Regions from separate parts of the Gossypium hirsutum genome. Here region 1 is linked to region 2. A link is a contact called in public Hi-C data. All regions are on one chromosome and are shown on one strand. Each heading gives the region's core, a stretch centred on a gene start, on an enhancer-like site or on the middle of the called end of the contact. The rest is flanking DNA. Distances are from core to core; before and after follow the strand shown. Region 1 holds the start of LOC107915783 (carotenoid 9,10(9',10')-cleavage dioxygenase 1). Region 2 holds the start of LOC107915681 (thylakoid lumenal 19 kDa protein, chloroplastic).

Region 1 (3,163 bases), core at 232-2,731, 160 kb after region 2:
CTAAAAAATTTGTGCAACTGTATATTAATGGAACATCACATGTAATCCATTGCATTATCTTTGCATTTAGCAGAAACAGACTCAACAAAATTACCTGGAACATCACATGTAATCCATTGCATTATCTTTGCATTTAGCAGAAACAGACTCAACAAAATTACCTGTTCCATTTCCGTATGATAAATCTAACACTTTAGCCTTTTCTCTCAGCTTATATATATTGACCATGAGCAATCCAAATAATCCTTTAAGGTCTCCAACCTGAGAAATATCATATTCAAGAAGAGGATAGCGACATGCCAAGCATTTGCAACAGAGGTTTTACACAGTTAAAATTGAACTTAAAGCTTCTAACTGCAGGTCAGTCATTGCTGTTTAGTTTTCAAAAGGCCCCACTACTTAGAAGCAGCTTAGTGGAATAAAAACATAGCCGGTACAACTTAGCTAACATTACAATGAATAATTTCAACCTTTTGTGTCAAGAAGGCAACTTGCAAGATATACCTTCATAAATTTTGACCCCCCGAAAAACTCTTCTTGTTTAAGACGCGATGTCTTGACAAAACGAGACACATATGTTGCCTTTCCATCTTTGATGCGCAGACCATGAATCATTCTATAAATTCCACAATCAACAAACAGGTTACATTATGTTAATTCTGTCATATCATGCAAGTGCAACCACATCAAGTAAAAGGTAAGAAGCAAAGAACAAGATCTGAATTGGCACTATGACAAGCATCCACATAGTTGGAGCAATACATAAAGCAGTTAATCAGAGAACCAGTGGGCAACTAAAGCAAAGAAGTAGTGCTATATAAATGGTTAAATTGAAGCAAACATACCCATCTCCATCAAACCTGGAAGGCAAAGAAATTACGAAGAAAAAAAAGAACAAAGAATTAGAAGTGATGACCATGAAAGTTAATTCACAAGAAAAAAAAACAGAAGAGTTGAAAATAAACATACCAGTGATATGCAGCAACAGGAGGAAACTTGGGGTTAGGCCCAACCCTTACAAATTCACCATTCAAACATTCCTGGAAAAACACATACAAAATTCCCAGAAAATATTATATTACTAATATCACACAATAATAAACAATGGAAAACAAAAAGTAAAACTATTTAATTCATTAAGTGAATCCAAATAGCAATCAGTTTCAGCTAAATCAGCTTACAGGGAGATGGCCTTTGACGGGAAGATTATGGGTGGGAGGAGTTTCGGTAGGAGCAGGACCGAAGTTACCCGATAGATAATGTTGAGGCTGAGAAGAATCATACATAAGCTTAACTATCAGCTGCTCCAACCAGTCAATCAGTGTCGATTTTAGACCTTTTTGGGGGCTGGGTTTCACCTCCAGGATTCCCTTTTCAGCTCCCACACCGTCATCGTTCACCAGCTTCGCCTTGTCCTCCGCCATTTCTCTCCTATTCTGAAACTGATGGTGGTGGAGAAACCGGGGAAGTGTGCATAAATTATTGTATCCAAGTGGATGGTACTTGTTGGTATATAGGGGGCCACGTCATTTTAGAGATTAAATTATATTTTGGTCTAATTTCTAATATCGGTTCTTGTACTCTTCATACTTTTAAAATTTAATCTAACTTCTACTATATTTTAATGGATTTATACTTGATGAACTTGGCGGTGTATAATCCTATTAACCATTGATGAATAAAATAATCACACAATCAAAAAAATAACTAAATTGAATTCAAATTACTTAGTGATGCATCATGCATCAAATATTAATTCAAATTGATTATATTTTATCAATATTAACCTAATTTTTAAATCTAATCTTTGAATAGTTTAAATTATACAAAAATTCATCAATATTGTTATCAATTAATATTTAATTTTCAAATTAAATAAAAAGAAATACTAATTTTAAAAAAAAAAAAATAAAAGCAAAGGGTTAAATTTTTAAAGGCTGGATAGCACAAGGATGCTCCTTAAATATAGTGGGGAAGCCTAATTTGGCATATCAAATTACGACATATCAAACTCCCCTACACTTAATTCTTTACTTGTCCTCAAGCAAACATATAAAACATGCAAAAAGACTACCCTTGAACTAAATTGGACAATTAGCTCACATGGTGGCAAAACATTGAACTTGTATGAGAACTAACTCACATGTAACTTAAGAGTGATATCTAGCTAACTGGGATATTCTTAATGCAAACACAATTAGTTCAATAAGTTAAAGTACTAATAAATATAGAGGCAATTAAAATGAATGTATGCACAAGTGTTATCCATCAAAATGAATTATATGGATTACTCATAGATATCTAAAATGAATTGGCCATTCATCCGGACAAATGCAAGCAATTCAAAAAATATTATGTTAGTGAATTATTCTGGTTCCAAAGGTCTTCTAGGCTTGTAACGTTTTAAGGTTTAAGGATGGTTCGGAGTTCAAACAAAAGATATCTCAAATTGGTTTCAAGCACTAAAAATGGTTAATTACATGACATTTTTTCCTATTTGTCCCTAATTAATTTACAAGCTCGCCTTCTTCTCTCACCTATCTTATTTCTCCAAAATTTTAGAATATATTGTGCAATATTAGAACATACAAAACTAACAAGTACTAATACATTATGACATGAAAGATTTTCTTTCCGAGCTCGACTTTGATTTCGTTTAAGCTCTTTTTTACATTTTGCACTCTTTCACTCACAATGCTTTTAACCCTCACAATGCTTTTATTCACTCGTCATTTTTCTTTTTGTATTTTTCTCTTTTGTTTTATGACTCGACTTAGCAAAGTTCTATATGTTTCACACAAGAAATCAACATAACGTTTCTACCTAACCCTCAATGTCCATGGCCCAACGTCCATTACATAGTGCGTTTTAGCATTCAAGACAATGAAGGGTTGGGTTCTCGACTCATTTAGGCTGAAGGCTTCCATATTAAGACTTAATAAGAAAAGGATACTTGTGACTCAAAATATGGGAACTAGTGGTATATAGCAAAAGGTAAAGTTTTTAGACTCTAGGCTAAATGAACAATGCCTAAGGTCTTTCCCGAAATATTCACAAAACACAATTCCAATCATGCATGCATTTATTCAAATGAACAATTAACAATTCAATTTATTTATCTATAAGGATCCACACACTTTATTCATCCTATGACACGCTGTAT
Region 2 (3,504 bases), core at 732-3,231:
TGTTAACTCTGGGATTATATCCTACTGTTTGCTTCAGTATGCCTTCTGTATATGTCCTCCTGGTGAGACTGGTCCTTCTATCTGATAAATGAATTAATTTGAATTTTTTCCCTTTTTTGCAGGCAATCTTGGGAGGAACCATCCAGGTCCCAACTCTTACCGGTGATGTTGTGCTCAAGGTTTGTTGGAAATTGTGTATGATTGTGATAAGCTTAGAAAGGGACCTTTAATTATTTGTTATAGTTGAGGCTCCTAATCTATGTTGCTTTCAATTTGCAGGTCCGTCCTGGCACTCAACCAGGCCAGAAGGTTGTTCTAAAGAATAAAGGTACGGAAAAGATCTGGGAATAAGATAGATATATATTTGGTTCCTTTTCCAAGTTGGTATAGAAAAAGAAAATCTCATTGATCTTTTAACCGTGGTCCATAATAGTAAATTAGTAATCTTACCTGACTTTGATATGTTTCTGAAAATGCATTTCTCATAATAAACATAAAGGGCCTCATTTCATTAAATTTAGTGTAATCATTTTTTTGACTTGGGGAGGAATTTCAAAACCTCCTCTTTGAGTAGGGATTAATGCACCTGCCATTTGGTTCAAATGCCTGAGTGTATGTGTATTCATTTTTTCATGTTTCAGGAACTGCTTTTACCTATTTGAATGCATAAAATTTTCTAGTTTTGTCCTTTGAAAGTCTGGGATTACAATTTTCATTTTCTCTTTTCTTTATAGGTAACTTTATTTTATTCTATTTTAATTTGCTTGAGTTGAATTCTGTTATTTAATTTCATTGATCAGTAAAAATGAGAACACTAAAAACTCGAAACTCTAAATTCTAGGCCCTGGACCTTCTTTCATATATCTAAAATTTGAAATCTGTTGGTCTTCTTTTTCACGTGCAATTGAATCCCTCTTCCTCTCGTAACTGTCTTTGATTTAACTTGCATTATCTTCGATATATTTGTGTATGTTTGTCAACAGGAATTAAAACAAGGAACTCGTACTCATTTGGTGATCAATATGTGCATTTCAATGTTAGCATCCCAAAGTAAGTTTTATATGCCAAAAATTTCTGAAGTTGTTCCATCGTCCATCGAAATCCATGTTTCTAGGAGCATATTCACAGTTGAAAGCAAATTTACTTGATTTATGTACAGGAATCTGACGGGAAGACAACGGGAATTAATAGAAGAGTTTGCTAGAGAGGAGCAAGGTGAAAGTGATAAGCGTGCTGCTGGGGCAGCTGGCTGAAGAGGAGACCAGAATGACCGTCAGTTTTTTTGCTGGGTTTTATCACGAAGATAAAGACGTTGGATATTATTACTAGAAATAGCACAAATTTTGGATTTGCTTTTCATATATCGTATGTGTTATTTTTTTCACTCAAACGATGACAGTGAACCATCATTTTGAGACCAATGGGTGATATTGTATATGATTTGTTCAGGCATAACATACAAGATGCCACTGCTGTATTATGGCGGATTTCTGAGTGGTATGCTGAAAGTTTAATGATAGCATTGACCTTAGGTATTGGGAGAAAGTAGTTGTCAATTTATATACACAGCCGCTTGTATTGTTTTTAGTTTCTTTCCATATACAATGATGGTGGGTGAAGCCGTCGGAAGTATAGGTTGAGAAAGCAGCATTATTTGAACCCTTGGCAGCCTGTGGTAATGGGCTTGATTTATGCAGTGCACTATAACCCACGAAGAAGTAATTGGATGACAAGTAAAAAGATTTTTCTACCAGGCGAGAAGGATTTTAAGTAATTCTAAGTAATAATATGTAAAAACAAAATATTGTATATTAAAAGAAACAAGAATATGGAAATCGGATGTCTAGCATTATGTAATTATTAATTCATTTTAGACAAGTTTAGGAGTTATTAAAAGAATAATAATTGGATTAAGTTGGTGATAGGTGGATGACGAGATCCGTAGGTATATTACAAATTACTTTCTCAAGTTGCATAATCATATTTGAACTAAAGAAATAAAAATATGTAAAATAAGAAAATTAAAACAAAAGTTGGGATAAGGACAATCTTGGGACAGATAAATCAGTTTATAAGCTTTAAAGACGAAAAGAGAACCACTCATCTCTCCAATTCCCATGGCAACCCTAACCTCTTCTCCATCTCCCTCCATTCTCTCTTCCTCCACCGCCAATCCTAAAACCCCTTATCTGAAGCCGCCGCTCCTCTTCTTCCCCAAGCCTCTTACCACCGCTCTAACCACCGCTTTAGCCACCACCACCTTACTCCTAACCTCCCCTCCCTCCTCCATTGCCTCTGATGCATACAACGTCTACTACGGAACCGCCGCCAGTGCCGCCAACTACGGAGGCTACGGTGGAAACTCCGACAAGAAAGCCTCCGCTGAGTACGTCTACGATGTCCCCGACGGATGGAAAGAGCGTTTAGTTTCCAAAGTTGAAAAGGGCACCAACGGGACGGACAGCGAATTCTACAACCCCAAGAAAAGACAAGAGAAAGAGTACTTAACATTCTTGGCTGGGTTCAGGCAATTAGCCCCAAAAGACGTGATTTTGAACAACTTGGCATTATCAGACGTCGAGTTGCAGGATTTGATTGCCGGGGCCGACAGCTTGGTCTCCGAGGAGAAGAAAGACGAGAATGGACAGCTTTATTATGTGTACGAGATTGACGGAATTGGTAAGCATAGTTTGATTGCAGTCACTTGCGCAAAGAACAAGCTTTATGCTCATTTTGTCAATGCACCGGCGCCTGAGTGGAAACGCGATGAGGACACCTTAAGGCACATTCATGAATCCTTCAAGACTGTTGGATCATCGTAATTCACTCTTGTCTTTAGTCTTTTTGAGCCTTTCTCTCCCTCCCTCTCCTTCTCCGTCTCTTTTTATATATATGTATGAGGCAATGCCATTTTTATATATAAGCAAAGCCATTTTACTCTTTTTATATATATATTTTGTTTGTTGCTCTACCTTCCTTTTTTGTATTGCAACATAATCTTGTCTGGATAAGCATAATTTAGCCTTAAGTTTTGTTCACAATAGACCAGAACTGAGTACAATTTTCTTTTATGCGAGCTCCCCATTAAAGAACAACATTATGACTTGTATATGTTACTTACAATTATACTAGTGCACAACACCTGGAAGAATTCAGCATTCATGGACATACACCATAGTTTTCACTGTCAAAGCTGTTGAGCACCTGAAAGAAATGTGTAATATTACCTAATTAATTACCCATTTCGTCTTTAAGTGAAATGTGTAATAATCCCCCAAGTAACTAATTTTAAGTTTGATGTTATATTGTCTAATATAAACCCAAACTGATATCATATTCTTTTCAAGATGAATAGTCATTCATTCATTTGGCATTCAGATTCAAGAACGAAGATAAACAAAGGTTCATAGATGAACCCCCACAAACGATCAATTGGCCAAAACAATAGAAACCATTAGACTAGATTGATTCAAATCCAAACAAAAACAAACAAATATAAAAACT

What was found. A called contact is a pair of places that touch in the nucleus more often than the background predicts.
Region 1: a Hi-C map of leaf shows a contact between it and region 2, with 1.9 times the contacts expected there. The contact joins the promoter of LOC107915783 here to the promoter of LOC107915681 in region 2. A contact is called at or near these places in 2 of 34 Hi-C or Micro-C datasets (both in leaf).

Annotation. Positions count from the first base shown.
Region 1 is chrD08:7,235,974-7,239,136 of Gossypium_hirsutum_v2.1, forward strand. It overlaps LOC107915783 (carotenoid 9,10(9',10')-cleavage dioxygenase 1), which reads right to left and starts at 1,482. Exons shown (of 14, transcript XM_041099721.1): 1 at 1,182-1,482; 2 at 970-1,040; 3 at 846-860; 4 at 505-616; 5 at 162-261. The coding sequence starts at 1,424.
Region 2 is chrD08:7,071,594-7,075,097 of Gossypium_hirsutum_v2.1, forward strand. It overlaps LOC107915681 (thylakoid lumenal 19 kDa protein, chloroplastic), which reads left to right and starts at 1,982. Exons shown (of 1, transcript XM_016844813.2): 1 at 1,982-2,948. The coding sequence starts at 2,118. The coding sequence ends at 2,822. LOC107915677 (chaperone protein dnaJ GFA2, mitochondrial) reads left to right here. Exons shown (of 18, transcript XM_016844808.2): 15 at 123-179; 16 at 280-328; 17 at 984-1,050; 18 at 1,160-1,545. The coding sequence ends at 1,253.